Regions from separate parts of the Mus musculus genome. Here region 1 is linked to region 2. Evidence: chromatin contacts called from public Hi-C data. All regions are on one chromosome and are shown on one strand. Each heading gives the region's core, a stretch centred on a gene start, on an enhancer-like site or on the middle of the called end of the contact. The rest is flanking DNA. Distances are from core to core; before and after follow the strand shown.

The links. Hi-C and Micro-C count contacts between places; a contact is called where the count stands out from the background.
Region 1: a contact with region 2 is called in a Hi-C map of adipose-derived mesenchymal stem cells, with 3 times the contacts expected there. The contact joins the promoter of Sdcbp here to the enhancer-like site in region 2. A contact is called at or near these places in 1 of 39 promoter capture datasets (cranial neural crest), 2 of 484 Hi-C or Micro-C datasets (adipose-derived mesenchymal stem cells and olfactory sensory neurons) and 2 of 115 datasets of contacts at active chromatin or transcription factors (astrocytes and embryonic hindbrain).

The regions. Positions count from the first base shown.
Region 1 is chr4:6,363,681-6,368,768 of GRCm38.p6, reverse strand. It overlaps Sdcbp (syndecan binding protein), which reads right to left and starts at 3,089. Exons shown (of 9, transcript NM_001098227.1): 1 at 3,010-3,089.
Region 2 is chr4:5,789,692-5,795,383 of GRCm38.p6, reverse strand. The region is part of intron 2 of Fam110b (family with sequence similarity 110, member B); the gene reads right to left. Among named protein-coding and RNA genes, the nearest start is that of Gm24337, 100 kb to the right of the region's middle. Within about 2 kb of position 1,698, at least 94 of the 459 cell types and tissues checked have an H3K27ac peak or open chromatin away from gene starts, as enhancers often do. A contact at or near this core is called in adipose-derived mesenchymal stem cells and astrocytes, where this site is marked.

The sequences.
Region 1 (5,088 bases), core at 1,840-4,339, 570 kb before region 2:
TAGATAAATAAGAGAGATGACCAGAAGGAACTAGTAATGTAGGCACTTTTAAAAATCAACTGCACCAATTATTCTATTTAATGTTTATAAGCCTAAGTGAAAATTCTCTTTAAATAAGAACAATAATGGGTACTCCCTCACCATAATCCTAAGCCACTCAAGTTATTAAAGATACTGTATTTGACCACAGAAATAAAAAAAATTAACGAAAAGTATTGACATAACTCATTGATCGTTGTGATCTGGAATTAGTATTGTGTTTTAATGACCCAAATACAAGAAAAATCAAAAGCAATGATGTGCTGGAACAAAGATAATAGTTGAAATCTTCACAATGGTTAAAAGATAGGACCACATATTCTAATTGGGGAAATTAGCGCAAGTCAAATATGTGGCCCATTTCAACTATGTATAATCAAACCCAAATACTTTGGAATGGCTTAGTTTTCCTTCGTTGAAATCACTCTTAAAATTTCCGGTAATGTTCCACTGTGGAACTTTTCACTTCAGACAACTAAATACAAATAATTTAAAAGCATAAATAAGAAAAAGTGTTGTGTTGAATTCAAATAAAATAATAAGGACCTTGGTTGTCCAGAGGGACAAAAGACAATCCTTGTAGTTCATATAATGTGTCAAAGAACATACCTGAATCAATCCTAACAGAAATTCTGTGACCACATGGAATGAACACACCACACACACACACACACACACACACACAGTGAAAGAGAACTCACTTAGGTCAGGTCCCAAGAGAAGTATTTGACTTTAGCTAATCTTCAGATAAAAACTACCTCAGGCATAAAAAAAAAAAAGTTCCCAGGAGTGGGGGCAACGACTGGACTGTAAAAAAATAAATAAACCAAACATCCCAGGGGCTTCTGATGATCAGCCACTGAGACCTGCGCCCATATGTGTCACAGGTTAGTATAGGGTCTATAGAGGGGAAGCGGTTACCCTTCATTACAGCTGTAAGAGGAGCTGGAGCTGTTGTGATCTGTTGTGATGTGACAGGAGTCTTGCAGGGGGAGAGCCTTCAGCTCGGAAACGTGGAAGGAGGTTCTGCTTATTCTCCGTCAGGAGTGGGGCCCAGGAAGGTTCAGACCATGTACACTAGTAGGGCACACTAAGAAGGTGACAAAGTTAAAACTGTAGAGTTGTTGTGAGTCTGGGCCCCAGGGGCCTAGGTTCCTGGCAGGTCTGTATGCAGGAGCTCCAAGGAACACATGCTGTTCAGTTCCCAGCACCCATTCTTGGGGCAACTGACAAAACCACTAATTCAACCCCACAGGCACGCTGACTCTGGCCTCTCCACTCCCTGCACTCCCCATCCCACTCCCACGTATGTACACACACACATACACACACACACACACACACCATTTTTTAAAAAGCTAGCGGAAAGAAACTATCATTTTTTAAATATAGTTGTTCAAAGCCTTTTACAATTTTAAGAAAGTTAAGTATAAGAGGAGTAACTCCTACAATTTAGACATCTGCTCCAATTATAACTCCAGACACAGTAAGACCGCTTCATGTCTTTAGTTGACATGTACTTGCAAAGGGTGACAATCATACCTACTAGCTTGGTCACAGTGACACTGACCAAAACACAGCCAAACTTAACCATAACTGAAAGTTATAATCCAAAATGTTATTACTAACTGGAAAAACAGACACATACAGCAGAAAATCATGCCTTCCTCAGTGTTAAACTGAGGGAAACATATTTACATGTCTGACCATAGAGGCACTATCTGAACCAGTACCTAAGACCGTAAAAGAACTGGCCTGCCAGAGGAAATATGGCTGGCTGGTGGGCACAACCAAAGCCTATGCCAAGCACAGGGGAGGTTTTATACTGTATGCTCTACATTTTAAATGCTTAAAATTTTGAGCCATATGTTTACTAATTACATCCTTAAAAGCTAAAATTTTCAGTAAGTGTTGCAACATTTGGCAATTAATAAGTACAAGGAGAACGATTATTAAATGTATAAGTATTTTAAAGTGTGTGGGTGTCTTTTACAGTCTCTGGATGTTTACTACCTAAGAGAAAGTGGCAAAAATGGGGGGAAGTCGGTGAGCCGTGCTCATTTTAAAGGGCTGCTTAATTCAAAAGTGCATCAAAATCTTAATCAGCCCTTTCTTGTTCATGATTTTTAAATCCTCTTTAATAGATCCAGCACAGCTAAAATCTGCTTCCAAAGTTAAGTGACTCTGGCTATAATGGAGTAATTGTTTACTGAGCCTTCTCGTCATTCCATTTCCTTATTTCCTGGTGCAAGTCATCTGATCAGTAATACTTACGTACCACTTAAGACCTACCAGTTTAAGGACCTAAGTTGTTAACAGGATGAAAAGGCATATTTTCTGCTTTGTCCTATCCTCACATCGGGAAAATGAGAGTACAAATCTGCTGAACTATATCACCTTGACATTTCAAAAGTAAGACAATTGACCAGGGCAGCAGCTATTTTCAATATAACTTTCGTTCTTAAACATTTGTTCTCGGTGTAAAGCGTGCGTGTTAAGAATTTAAAACTCTACACTTTCTAAGTAATTTACCTAATGGAAAACAAAACAAAACAAGAAAAAAAAAAGCTATGTGTCGAAGATAGGACGAATACAACAAACGATCCCACACACTCCACGGCTCCATAACTGCACTTCTGAAACTGGAAACTTTCCACGTCTGTACGCCTCCCTCCGCCCCGTATTAGAAGGAAATCCTCCAAGGAGATCTGAGTCACCAGACCTCCGGAGACCGTTCCTGGTGCACACACCCCGCTGCAAGCCCTGGCCCTCCCTGCCCCCTTCCAGAGCAGCGGCTCCGCAGCTAACCGTTGTCACCTCCGGTCCGTCGCGCCCTGCCAGCCGTCCGGAAGCCGCTGAGGACGCCACCGAGTGCGGGCGAGGACCCGGCCAGACCCACCCGGGGCCCGAAGCAGAGCGCCGGACCAGCTCCGAGACCTGCCGGGGCCCGGGACCCCCGCGGCCACTCACCTGCCCCGAGGACCGCGCCGCTCCTGCTGCCCGCTCCAGCTCCACACAACCGAACCTCGGGGCCCGCCCTGCGCGTCATCACCGCCCCCGCCTTCCGCCGCGCAGGCGCAGGCGCACGCGCCGTCCCCATGACAACGCGGCACAGCCCGAGCGACCACCAGCCCACCCTCCCTCTACGAAATCCTCCCAACTCCCGGCTCCAGCCTCGGTTCCCTGGCAGCCCCCGCCGCCTTTTACTACCCTTTGTTCCCAGAACGAATGCTCATTGGCTGCTGACTGTTACTCTCGGTGTTGAACACACACACACACACACACACACACCCTGAAATAAATAAAACCCACATTCTAATCTTAAAAACACGGACTATGTGCTTTCTGAGAGTTGATGGTGCTGATAGGGGAATCCAGATGTTTGGGGTGTACATGAATATGTGAAACTGACAATATCTACACCAGTCCATGGCTGAGGCCATTTCCTAGTAACAGTATATGACATCATTGGCATGCAAGCAATTGTCTATCTAAATTATTCATCATCACAGTCATTTGAAATTTTATCTCTGGTAAAACAATAAGCATTACATGACAAGAGGAATGAAAATGTGATGCTCCAGGGAGAATATGGCTTAACTGATGAACAACTTGTAAAACGAGTTACGGGATGGAAAAGGAAGAAATACAGTTCTATTCACAGCTGGCAAGATTATCTATGTAAACAAAGAGAAAATAAACACCAGTAAGCAGAATAAGCAGCTACAGCAAGGTTGCTACGATACACGGTTAATATACACACGAGTCAATTACTTTCCTATCTGCACGAAATGAGCAATTGGAATTGAATATTAAAAATATATCAAGATAAAATACTTAGCTACAAGCCTAGTTGAATGAATATCTGTGTGAAGGAAAACTCCTAATTAGAATTTCATGCTGTGGAAATAAATAGGTTGGAATGTCGAAAGTCCAGAGGAAGATCACCATATCTTGGGCTAAATCCTGGCCCTCCAGAACAGCCATTCCTTGTTTCCCTGTGTCTAAACTAACATCTTGTGACAATAAACAACAGGTCTTTAGAATCTATTGAATTAGCAGGCAACTAGCTTCTACCAATCCAAATGCTTAGAATGCCACCAGAAAACACCTTGCGTCTTACAGAAAGGTTCCCTGAACCTCACCCCCACTGCCTTGTCCTGCCTCTCTGAAGTAAGCGCCTATGTATTGTAAGCTTGCCTTGACTGATGACTTCCTCTGTCCTGTAAAATGGTGCACGCCTTTAATCCCAGCACTTGGGAGGCAGAAGCAGGCAGATTTCTGAGTTCGAGGCCAGCCTGGTCTACAGAGTGAGTTCCAGGACAGCCAGGGCTACACAAAGAAACCCTGTCTCAGAAAAACAAACAAAAACAAAAACAAAAACTATGAGAGCTACTTGAGGCTACTTGTTGGAACATAGAATTTGAAGTAACCTAAATCTGTGTTCCCAGGCCATGGTCACTCAAAATGGTTCCAAAATCAACTATCTCTTATCACCTTTAAGATGAGAGCTGCGGTTTCTTTGTGTTGACAGGGAGTTCTAAAGAAAATGAAAGATCTGAGTAAAGTGGGGGACGCCCACCTTTATACATAGGAAGAAAGATTTTATGGAGATGTCAGTTCTGCCCACCATCTATAGATCTCATCCAATCTCAGTCAAAATCCTATCAAGTCATAGATACCAACAAGCTGGTTCCACAGTTTGTGAGAAAAACAAAACACCAAGGCGGGCAAGATGGTTTAGTGGAGTGAAAGCATTTGCTGAAAAACAAACAAAAAAAACAAAAAATACTGTCAACCTGGAAAGAGAGAGCCAACTGGAGATGTTGTCCTCTGACTTCACATGTTTGTGCTGTGTGGCAGGAGAACTGTACACATATACATGGGCACACACACAAACAGTAAATAAACTAATCATAAAGGATGCTGAAGAAGATAAAATATGTAGCTTGAGGGTGTTTTACTGTGGCTACAAGAACAAATTACCAAAGGCTAGGTGGTTGGAGCAACGGAACAGGGAATACCTGTTATATCTTGAGTTACCTAAAG
Region 2 (5,692 bases), core at 449-2,948:
TGGACGTAATGTGGTGGTGTAGGTTGCTCTCACTTAATCCACGGCATCTGCTCCACTATTTCACATGGGGAGCTGTTGTCAGGGCACAGCTGTACAAGCCAGGAGAGATAATCTGAACTGTACGGTATAGATGATCCAGGAGGTGCCCCGGAGCTGTTATCTCAATGTCACAGACAAAGTAACCATGCAGTCCTCCAGGGAATGCTGTAGAGCACAAGACCCTGACATCTGGCACAGGCTCTCTAGTGTGGCTGGGATTAATCACAGCAGTGAGGCCAACTGCTGGGCTCGGACTGGGGAGCTGAGCTTTTTTTAGGGAAAGGAAAAATTGATCTCGCTCTCATAATGTTCCATAAATAAAAGCAACTATAAAGTCTTGCTTTGTTTTTCTTTCCCTTTGGTGGTGGGGACAGAATCCCAGGCTTGCTCATGCAGTAGCACAGCCTTTATCACTGGCCATACCCCAAGCAGGGCTTACTCTCAGACTCAGGGCGCATGGCTGAGGAGGCAGAACCTGACGGACAACCTGACAAAGGGAGAGACTTCCCCTCAGATCATGCTGGCTCCATTCTATACCTGAAGGATAAAAAGACCAGGATAAAGAACGATGGTTGAGTTATACAGCAAAATAGCTGGGTATATCAGGGCAGATGTAAGCTCCAAAGCTATTGTGGGTGTAAGTGCCATGATGTTTGATGGAGTTCTGGGCTGGATGGAGGCTTCCTGGTCACTGGCGCTGTACTAGTCTCAAGAATAATACATGAGAATGCCAAGTGGGATTCAGGAGATTTCCATGAAGGCCCACATTCTCCATTTCTTGTTAGATCCTAAGAGATGCTATTGTATTAGAGTAGCGAGGAGGGAGGAGAGGAGGCCCAAGTCTGGCTTCATGTGTAAACTACAGAACTCACATTACAACATCACAGGAATGGCTAAAGCCACCTCAGATTTTTAAAACAAGTGTTTTGCATCCTTCTAATTTCTTCTTTATCAGCCACTCATGGGGTTATTTAGGTAAAGCCCTGTCAAAATGATATGATATATTAGGGAACATTTAGAACCTTGAGGGGTTAGGGCCAGAAAATATCCTCTATGCACATAGTTCATCTGAAAATGTCCTCTAGTCAGTACTCCTGTAGCTAGGCAAGGCATGCCTAGCTCTGCTCCTGGGCAGCTGGGCTGCTGAGGGGAGAGTGCCCGACTTGAACAAGAAGCCCCAGTTCAGGGCTGCCCAGGAACACGTCTCTCTGTTGCTTAGGAGCAAATCCAGAATTCTGCATAACAGTCTGTCTCATGAAACTCTGTAAGCCAAGCCTGCTCGATTGAGTCGTTTCTTCTCCTTTACTCCATGCTTTTGGTAAATAAAAGAGGAGCACCCTCCAAACTGTAAGTAGGAAAGAAAGCCACTAGAGTCAGAGCACAGTCTGTGGGAACTGAACACACCCACAGAGGTTTCCAAGTGTGAAAGTGGGTCACTCTCCTGGGCACTGCGGCGGTGTAAGTCCGGGAGCAATGCTTCAAAGAGCATGCCTGGCTAATTCCACTCAAAGTCTGCGGAACAGCTCAGTCTTGATTTGCTTATGCATAGAAGCAAACATGTTGGTCTGGTGAGCTGGAAATGCCCTGCTCATTCAAGGGAGTACACAGCAGGCAAGTGCAGCTGCCGGGCCTCTGAACCAGGATTGCAGATCTAATTCTTTGGGTCTCTCCACCTCTGCGCACACATGATCCAGTGTGTGTGTTACTGAACTCTGCCATGTGGCCTCTGGTCTAGTGCCCCTGCTTTTACTTTACAGGTTGGCTCTGGCAAGGTTTGTCTCTTTCTTTCTTTCTTTCTTTCTTTCTTTCTTTCTTTCTTTCTTTCTTTCTTTCTTTCTTTCTTTCTTTCTTTCAACTTATGACTTTAAGCATAAAATTGCAACATGATTAGGAGCAATCCCAATATCTACATCCTAGAATTTTCTTTTCTGAAAACACAGTCATATCATTTTCATGCGCCCTTCTGAATCCTTTTCCAATGCAAGGAATGCACTCAAAGTGTGAGCACTCACTAAAGTATGCACTGTGTGCAGCCTAGTGATTTTTATCTAATGACTGGGCAGTTATGAGTAAGCTGTCAGGCAGAAAAGCCACAGACAATGCAGGGAAATTCAGGCCCATCTGCTGAAGAGTAGTTAAGTAATGTGGTGGGAATGTCGTCAGCCTAGCAACAACAGTCAACTAACTTGAAAGACACTGATGGCCAATGAGCATGACAGGGGACAAAGGGACAAGACTGCTAGTAGGAGAGACAGAAGGACATTGGATTTTATAGACAGCAATGAGAGGCCAGGAAGAGAAGTGAAGCTATAATAACATGGTCACAGTTTTACCTTTAAAACAAAAATTCCCTGCCAATTTGGGGCCAGGTTAAAGACTTGTTGTTAGGTTTCAAACCCAGGACAGGCTGAGGTGCATCTCTTGGTCCCATACTGCATCCTCCAGCAGAAGGGACTGGGCTGCTCTTCCCCCACAGTCTCTTCTCTATATAATCCAGATGTTTTTGGCTATTCACCCCTTTCGTACCTTTGGTCTCCTGGCTGCTGCACCTTCTACCCCTCTCTCCCCTCTTTCTTCACCTCTCCCTCTTCCCACATGGCTCAAGGTCATGTCCACTCTGAACTCTCGATGTCTCTGCCTGTGCTATGCTCTCCCACATATGTGTAATAAGCTTTTCTCCTCTGCCATACCTAGGAGCAGCCATGTCCATTTCCTTTCCTTTTCTTTGTCTATTAACTTACTAAACACAACTACAGAAGAAACAGCTGGAAAATGAAGTTGAAAACGCAGATGACTAATATCCACTTCAACTTTCAACAAGTTCTCTAAACTAAAACTGGAATGTTTTCCATGCTCAGCCTTCCACTGAAGCAGATTTTAATGTGCCTGTCTCCTGTCCCTGTCACAGGTCTTTTTCCCTTAATAGTCTCTTGTCCCACCCAGTTGGTTCTATCAAGGCTGAGTACAAAATTGTTCCAGTCTGTTTTCCTGTTACCATCTCCCAAAGAATACAGTGTAACTATTTACACAACATTTTCCTCTATCTGTCTGTATTACTTTTCTATTACTGTGACAAAATACTTGACAGAAACAATTTAGAAAGGGGAAAAGTTTTATCTTGGCTCTCAGTTTTTGAAGGTTTTAGTTCATTATATTGGGGGAGGCATGGTAGAGCAGCCTACCCAATCAGTGATGGGAGAAGCATATTATAGAGGCTGTTCACATGGCAACAGACCAGGAAGCAGAAAAGATGCTAGCACCAGGGCATGGGTATGACCCTCAAAGGCCTATCCATAGTGATCCACTTCAGTTAGTCAGGCCCAACCTCTTAAATGTCCTACAATTTACCCAAACAGCACTACTAGCTGAGGAACATATGTCAAAAAACCCAGTCCTGTGTGGGGCATGTGAGATTCCAAAGGTAACAGTGGCATTATGGATAATCTAGGGATTACTTCAGTATGTATAACCTGTGGTGGCAGGCTGCATGTACCTCAGGGTCACTGTTGATAGAGCTCAACACAAAATCATAAATTTGCTTAAAACATATTGAATTGTTCGAGATACTTGTGTAACTTGACTGTGCAGTTCTTGTGTAGTGAGTGAGCTTTGCAGGCAATAATGTAGTACCACACATCAAAAGGCTAGATATGGCTGGCAGGAGGATGAGTGTAAATTTTAGGCAAGTAATTCTTCCATCTTAGATAAAGTACTTGAGCATCCATAGATTCTGGGTTGTGAGGGATTTCCCAAACCATCTCCCTATGGAAACCTAGAGAGAGGCGAGGGGATGGAAGAGGAGGGCAGGGGAGGGGAGGGGAAGGAAGGGGAGAGAAATTGGGGAGATTTGGGGGAGCTTATTTGGATTTTTATCTGGGTTTTTCATAGGATTTATAAGAGTACACAGAGACTTTGTTACAGTTAGATTTAGGATGAGAAGATGACAATGTTCAAAGGTGTTTATGATGCACACTACAAGGAACCTCAAGGCAGATAGGACAGGCTGTGGATTCCAGGCTGACTTCTGAGAAACACACACACTGCATGCACTTTAACCGTCTTCCCCTGTACAGCAGTCTTGCCAGACACTATTATGGCAGCTTGGGAACCATTATGCTTGTTTACACATTTGCTTTCCTCCCCCAGGCTTCCAACCAACTCCTTCCTCTGTATATTTCACAGTTGGAAGTAATGAGGTCATCACAGACAATCACATTGAAAGTGTACTAAGGAATCAAGCTTCCTGGGTGGGGGGATTTAAAAGAGACAGTGTTATTCCTGGTGAAAAGTATTTACTCGTCTCAAGGAATAAGATTAGCCATGTTTTCACGTTTGCCCTTTTCTTTCCTTTCCTAGTACAAATGTACTTTTATACCATGGCAATAACTTTTAAGGAATGCAAATATAAGATGGGTGTGGTGGCACATGTTGTAATTCCAGCACTTGAGAGGTGAAGGAAGGGGGATTAAGCTTATCCTGAGCTCCACAGCTAGGACAAGGTTGGCCTTTGATGCATGAATACCTGGGGACTCTGGGGGTGGGGGCAAGAAAGAGAAAAGAAAGAACAAAAGAAACAAATGTGAAGGTGAAGATCAGAAGGAAAAGCAAAAATGGGACTGAAAGGTACCTGTGCACCAGAAAAGACTGAATGTGCCACTGTAACAGGATGAAAGGTATGGATGCACCAGGAGAGACCGAATGTGTTCACTGTAACAGGATGAAAGGTATGGATGCACCAGAAGAGACTGAATGTGACACTGTAACAGGATGAAAGGTATGGATGCACCAGAAGAGACCGAATGTGCCACTGTAACAGGATGAAAGGTATGGATGCACCAGAAGAGACTGAATGTGACACTGTAAACTGGACAGAAGGGAAATGTTTCCAACCATGAGGAAAAATCAAGTCAAAACTTGAACCTCTTCAGGACCAGCATCCTTTCCATTAGTGATGATGTGTTTCTTCCCTTCTCTCTACAGTAAAATCCCTTGCCATCTAGAGTTTGGCAGATGAATTTCAATTACCCCCATCCCCTCTCTCTAAGTGTTGCCATTAGCAATCTGCTTCAGGCTATAAATAAAAATCACCTTCTTTTAACACCATTGAAACCTTTGATAACAGCCATTTTATTTTATTTTATTTTATTTTTTCACGATGATGACTGTCTTAGTTTACTGTTGTGAACAGACACCATGAACAAGGCAACTCTTATAAGGACAACATTTAATTGGGGCTGGTTTACAGGTTCAGAGATTCAGCCCATCATCATCAAGGTAGGAGAATGGAGGCATCCAGGCAGGCAAGGTGTAGGAGGAGCTGAGAGATCTACATTTTCATCTGAAGGCTGCTATCAGAATACTAGCTTCCAGGTAGCTAGGAATGAGTGTCTTAGTCCATGCCCACAGTGACACAGGTACTTCAACAAGGCCACACCTCCTAATAGTGCCACTCCCTGGGGGAAGCATATACAAACCACTACAATTTCGATACGTGTTATTTTTAGTTGATTATAGTCAACTTTTCAACCACAGTAATTCTCTAGGGAGATAGCTCAGTCAGTAAGCATAAGGACATGCAGTTGTTCGATCTAGAGAACATTGGTAAAAACAAAACAGCCAGGATTCTGGAGCCATCATTATCCTCAGCACTCGA